2 separate regions of the Mus musculus genome follow, and region 1 is linked to region 2. The links are chromatin contacts, called in public HiChIP or PLAC-seq maps. All regions are on one chromosome and are shown on one strand. The core of a region is the stretch at or near the end of the contact, and the rest is flanking DNA. Distances in the headings are between cores, read along the strand shown.

What was found. HiChIP or PLAC-seq counts read pairs in DNA pulled down with a chosen protein or histone mark.
Region 1: an H3K27ac HiChIP or PLAC-seq map of microglia shows a contact between it and region 2, with 4 times the contacts expected there. The contact joins two enhancer-like sites. A contact is called at or near these places in 3 of 39 promoter capture datasets (hippocampal neurons and liver) and 1 of 115 datasets of contacts at active chromatin or transcription factors (microglia).

What each region holds. Positions count from the first base shown.
Region 1 is chr2:73,395,603-73,398,700 of GRCm38.p6, reverse strand. All of the region lies in intron 2 of Gm13707 (a long non-coding RNA gene), which reads right to left. Among named protein-coding and RNA genes, the nearest start is that of Gm13707, 10 kb to the right of the region's middle. Within about 2 kb of position 1,595, at least 18 of the 459 cell types and tissues checked have an H3K27ac peak or open chromatin away from gene starts, as enhancers often do. A contact at or near this core is called in microglia, where this site is marked.
Region 2 is chr2:71,593,326-71,596,281 of GRCm38.p6, reverse strand. All of the region lies in intron 1 of Gm36857 (a long non-coding RNA gene), which reads right to left. Among named protein-coding and RNA genes, the nearest start is that of Gm36857, 3.5 kb to the right of the region's middle. Within about 2 kb of position 1,596, at least 76 of the 459 cell types and tissues checked have an H3K27ac peak or open chromatin away from gene starts, as enhancers often do. A contact at or near this core is called in microglia, where this site is marked.

The DNA of each region.
Region 1 (3,098 bases), core at 346-2,845, 1.8 Mb before region 2:
TTTCTCAGGCGCACACCTTGATTCAGGGAAGGTATGTGGCCTGATTCAGGTCCTAAGATCACCTGGTGTGTCTGAGAAAGAGGTTTTCTCACTTTTTCGAGCCACCAAATGGGATACTCTCTTGCCTTTGAGAAATGGCATACGGGCACATAGCTTGGGTTTCTGGATTCATTTTTGCTGTTACTTAGAGAATTCATCTTTAGAACAAAGGCAGAGCAGAAAATAGCAAAGCCGGCAGGGTTTTCATGACATGCTTGAGCTGTTGAAGCAAACCAACATGGAGCTGCCCCTTCATTTACTTGGATCTATTTTACTTTATGTGCATGAATGTTTTTCCTGTATCCACGTGTACCACATGTGTGCATGGTGTCCACAGAAGTGAGTGGAAAGCAGCAGAACCTCTGAAACTGGGGTGAGAACTGGTTGTGAGCTGCCGTGTGGGTGCTGAGCATCCTGGTCAGTGCGCACATGGCAGCTCAAGTAAGAGCAACAAGTGCCTGGGAGCCGTCTCTCTAACCCTAAGCCGTTTAGCTTTAACTGTCAACCTGACAGAATCTAGAATCACCTGAGAAGAGGATCTTAATGAGGGGTTGCCTAGATCAGGCTGGCCTCTGAAGGTGACTGTGGAAGCTTATCTTGATTTTGTTCATTGACATGAGAAAGCCCAGTCCACCATGGGCATCATCATTCCCTAGATGTGAGCCCTAAAACACTTCGCGGTGAAAGTGAGCTGAGTAGTAGGCATGTATGCAATCATTCTCTCTCTCTGCTCTTGGTCGTTGGATGTGTCTAGCTGTTTCAAGCTCCTGCCTTGATTTCCCCCTCAGTTGTGGACTAGAACCTGGGATTGTAAATAAATTCTTACCCTTCTCTCTTAGCATTGTCTTTACCAGAGTATTTCATCTCAGCAAGACTAAATTGCAACCCCAGGGCTAAGCTGCCTTGACGGTTACAGTGATTGACTACACAAACATGAAGACTAGAGTTTGGATCACCAATCACCACATGAGTGTGGTGGGATAGCCTCACTATAACTCTAGCCTCTAAAGGCAGAGGCAGGGGATCCCTAGAGTACGCTAGCTAGCAAGACTTGACATAGTGGCTCTCCCTGGGTTTGACTGAGGGACTTGACTTTAATGAATGAGATAGAACAGCAATTGAGGGTGGTTCCTAACATCAACTCAGTCTGCACATGTTCACAGACACACATGTTCACAAATGTGCATGTATACATACACAAATGGAAAGAAAAACCACACAAACATCACCCTAACATCTATCTATCTTGGACTTTCAGTTCTGTTAGTACATAAACAGTTTTCTTGCAGATGTTCATCTGAATTGAGTTTTCTATTAATTCAAAATTGGATATTCCATTGTCCCTGCAAAATAATATGGAATGAGTAGACAAGGGAATTGGTGAAGACTAGGTCTGACATGATAAAAATGACAGTAAGAAAAGGAAGAGAGTTAGACAACCTAGGTCATCAGGAAGGGAGAATCTATATGGGAGGCTACTCTATACCAGTCTGGCCAGTATTTCCACACTGAAAGTGAAACAAAGGAACAGCGTGTGGGGAAGTTGCAACCACCCACAAGAAAATCCATGTAAGATGTCAAACCAGAATGTTAAAGACAAAACAGACATTTACTTGAAGGCTTATGCAATCCTAGTCCAATAGATGATCTCACCCTTGTAAGGAAAGAAGTGAACTAGCTCACCACAAAATTCTATAACCAGGTCTATAAAATGCCGTGTAAAACTGGAAGAATACTGAGGACGGAAAAAAAAAACCTGTAAGAACTGGATGACTAGGAAGAAGCTGTGGCTTGTAGCTTGGCATGGAGGAGGTACTGGATGGAGAACAAAAAGGGAGAGGAAGGTTACCCAGATGATAGATGGCAAAGCTCTTCTTAGAGGCTGAGGTAGGACTGATTGGGCCAATCCAATGACATGAAGCTTCTGGGAGTCCCAGGGGGTGAGTGGGCAGGTGACACAGATGGAAACTGCTGGGAAGAAAGGCCAGCCTCATTGACATTCTTCAAATTTCACCGGTAAGAAGAGGACTATTGGAAAGAGGAGTGAAAATGGAAAGAGAGAGATTCAAAGGAGGGGCAACTGGGGTTGTGAGAGGAAGATGAAGTCTGGGGTTGTGAGAGGAAAGCCAGAGAGGGTTTCCAAAAGAGGCGAGGACGATTCAAATGCAGAGGAAAGCCATTTCTCAGGAATTCAGGGTTCAATGGGTGCAAGACGGTGGAGGGGGACCTTCTCTTCTGCACACCCATCTCCAGCACCCAACTCGACAAAGTGTTACTTTTAAATGATCTCCGTTAAGCAATAGGGCATTATTGTTATTTTCAAGTTAAGAAGCGGGAGGCAACATGAAGTTTAGAGTATCTCGAATGTCAGAATGAAAAGCTGGAGAGAAAAAGGTTACAAGAAGAAATTCTCAAACGTTATGAAGAACAAATGTGCCTGGCAGAGAGTCTGACATAACGTCCTGCTCTGAGCTTCTGAGCACACGGCAATGAGAGGAGCGACATTAAAAAGAGGGCAGCTGGAGAGGTCTGGTTGTGATTCCAGTTTCAACAAATAAGGAAGGAGCTGGGAAGTGCCATTCTAATGAATAATAATGATGATAATAATACTAAAACCCAACAACTTCACTAGATCTATCAGAGAAGCAGAGTCTTGGGATAAAGTGTTGTCCCTGAAATTGAAGAGACAGACAGGTGGAGACAGAAAACAAGAACTTACAAGGACAGCCAGAAACCAGTGCATTTGGATGACGGAGTATGCAGAGCCTGTGAACTTACACGACAGAGGGACTCAAGGAAGCACTCAAAGCCGATGAGTGATTAGCCAGGGGCCTTGAGATGGAGAGAGCTTCCGGGATTACCCAGGTGAACCCAGCATAAACATTCAAAGTAGAGACTGTGTGCATGAGCTGCGGTCACAGGAACATGATGCCATGGAAGAAAGGCCAGGGCTTTGCAACACTGTTGGTTTTGAAAATTGAGGAAGAGGGTCAAAGGCCAAGGAACGTGGGTGGCTTCTAGAACCTGGGCTGCAACGCTTCCCTAAAACCTTTGGAAGA
Region 2 (2,956 bases), core at 347-2,846:
GTGTTTCTTCTCTTTCTCCTTACTTTGCATACGGTGCCTTCAAGCTTCTCTCCATCAACCTCCTCTCTGTCGGTTGTTTCTAAAATAATAGATTTTCACGTAGACTGTTAAGCGGATACACAGAATCATGATCACTGGCAGATGAGAGAAGAGGGGATGGGAAGTTGAGGAATGGGTACCCAAACACAGAATTAATAACGTCTACAAATTCCACCATTAGTAAAGTGGATGGAAACAAAGGACGTAAATAATAAACCAGATGCAGAATGTCAGGATTGTCCAACGGAGACAAACAAGGTTATAAACCAGCAAGCCCCTAACCAGCGGCACGTTCGAATCACCTGGGGAGCTTTTACAAAACATTAATATTAAGGTTTTACCTCAGAAGCCTGACTCAATGGTCTATAGTGGTACCCAGGCAGGATTTGTAAAGAGCTTTGTTGAGATGTATTTTGGATACCATCAAATTCACCGTTCTAAGTTGAATGGTATTTTAGTAAGGACATGCCTGTGCCTTCAGCATTCTGATCGTCCAGCCTGGCTCCCACTGTTCCCTCCAGATGCCCCAAGGATGATGTGTGGTTTTCTCACTTTTTAAAGATTTGTTTTAAACCATTTTAGTTATGAGTACAGCTGCCCAATGAGGTAGAGGCATCAGCTATCCGTGGAGTTGGAATTAATTATAGGCAGCATGAGGGGCACCCTGAGAATGAAATTCCAGTCCCCTGCAAGAGCATCCTGTGTCTGCATCTCTAAGCTATCTCTACATTTTCCATTTTTGACTCCCAGCGCCAATCATCACTGTGGTCCATGTCTAATCTGCAAATTCCAAGTACCAGTGTTTTCTAAAAACTACCTAGTAAGAAAGGGGGTTTTGTGTGCAGCGTCTGGCTACAAGTGACCATTCTGGACACCTGAGAGCTAAGATTCTTAATCTTGCCTCACAAGCTTTAGTCATTTTCTGTGAGAATATTTCTCTGTAAAGAAAGACCTCTAGTTTTTATATCAAACATTCTTGGCGGAAATAAAATGAATTTTAGAGCAGCCAGCTTTACTAGAATATGAAATGAAAGACGTCTGTACACATAGCCACACCCCTAGTAAAGACGAAGTGTGCATTTCTACACAGGCTTTAGGGATACAGAGCTCTTTTGTTCTGTGGTAAAATTTAAAAGTCTGAAGTACTACCTTCAAAGTCAATTTTATTGCCTTAAAAATTAACAAAAAGCACATTTACCTCAGATTGAAAATCATGGTGATTACTGCACTATTGTCTTTGGATGTTCAAGATGCCCTCGGGGGAAAGATCCAGAGAAGCACTGAGTATTTTATTGTTATGTCACATAAACACGGACCCAAGAACACATCACCGCAGGAGTCCTGGGAAAGCAATCACGTACTAGTGACCATGGAGAGTTGATGTTCTCTCGCCATTTGCGGCATGCAGGGCAAGCAAGCACTTGTGAGAGGGTGAGCCCAGGGGAGCAAGAATGAACTTGAAAGATTTCACAGAAACATCAGCCCCAGAGGGCTACAGACATGTGAGCAAACCACAGCCAGAGGCTGCCAGTGACTCAGAGATTTCTCAACAAGAAATCTTCCTTCCTCCATGGGCCTGAGCAGCCAGCCGCAGCCAGCAGCTGCCATCGGCACAGCCAGGGCTTGCGAAGTGTTATGGGGTGCAGCTGGAACGTGACCCCACCCAGATCACTCCCTAAAATTGCAAGGCTTTAAAACAGTGCCCCCAGCCAAGAAGGTGCCATCCAGGGTTCCGCCCAGAAATTCTCCAGCAACAAGGTTGTCAGCACTGGAGACAGGGTTCTGAGGCAAAGTGGCCTTTGACTGTGAATAGGGGGGAAAAAATAACAACAGCAATAAAGAAAAACCCTAGATTTTAGTCAAGTCCAAATCTACACTCTGGCTTGGAACCCTCAGCTTTTGCAGAGATGCTGAGGATAAACACTAAGCTATCCTCCACCACCACCACCACCTGTAATTATCAACCGGTAGTCTCTCTAAATTCTTCATCCATGGGAAAACTTCAAATGAGTTTGAAAGGGGGAAAAAAAAAGTCTCCCAAGAAGACTGAATACATGCTGCAGCCTGCTCTCCCCTCCTCCAAATCATAGGAGAACAGAGAAGACAGAGAACCTCAGAGAAATGACAGAAGGAAAACTCCCAGAGCAAAGAGTACTGTCAACTGTAGACATGAGGGAAAATTTTTAAGGATAGAGAAAGGCAACCTCTGTAGCCAGAAACAGTGAAGGACACACAACAGATGTACTCAGATGAATGAGCCCAAAACAAGCAGGAGAGATCAGTTGTATAGTTGTATAATGGGATGTCTCCAAGGACCTCTAGATTCAAAAAAAGGACAGTGTGGGGCAGTGGGCGGGGGGAAGCATACAGAACAGAAGGTTCTAAGGCACTCACCATCAGAGATGGCTAAGACACTAAAGTACAGCATACAAAAAAGTGGTCTTACACACACACATATACATACAAACACACACACACACACACACATCATAGGAACACACATATACTGAGCAGAACAGACAACAAGCCCCAGAGGCAACCACACCCTGAATCTGGCCTCATCCAGGAGAAATAAAAGCATTTTTTCCTGACTCACACTGCCCAGCCCCACAGTTTCCCACCTCACCACTAAAGACAACTCATCTCCGTACTCATGGGGCCTCTCGTACCAGAAGAAAACACAGACTCAAAGACCACCAAGCATCGAGAACACTGTGACCGAGATGCACCACATGCTACCAAGACAAGAGCAACCCTGCTGGGCAGTGGTGACCCACACCTTTAATCCCTGCACTCGGGAGGCAGGGGCAGGTGGATCTCTGTGAGTTTGAGGTCAGCCTGGTCTACCGAGTGAATCTAGGACAGCCAGGGCTACACAGAGAAACCCTGTCTCGCAAAAGCAAAGCAACAACAGCAA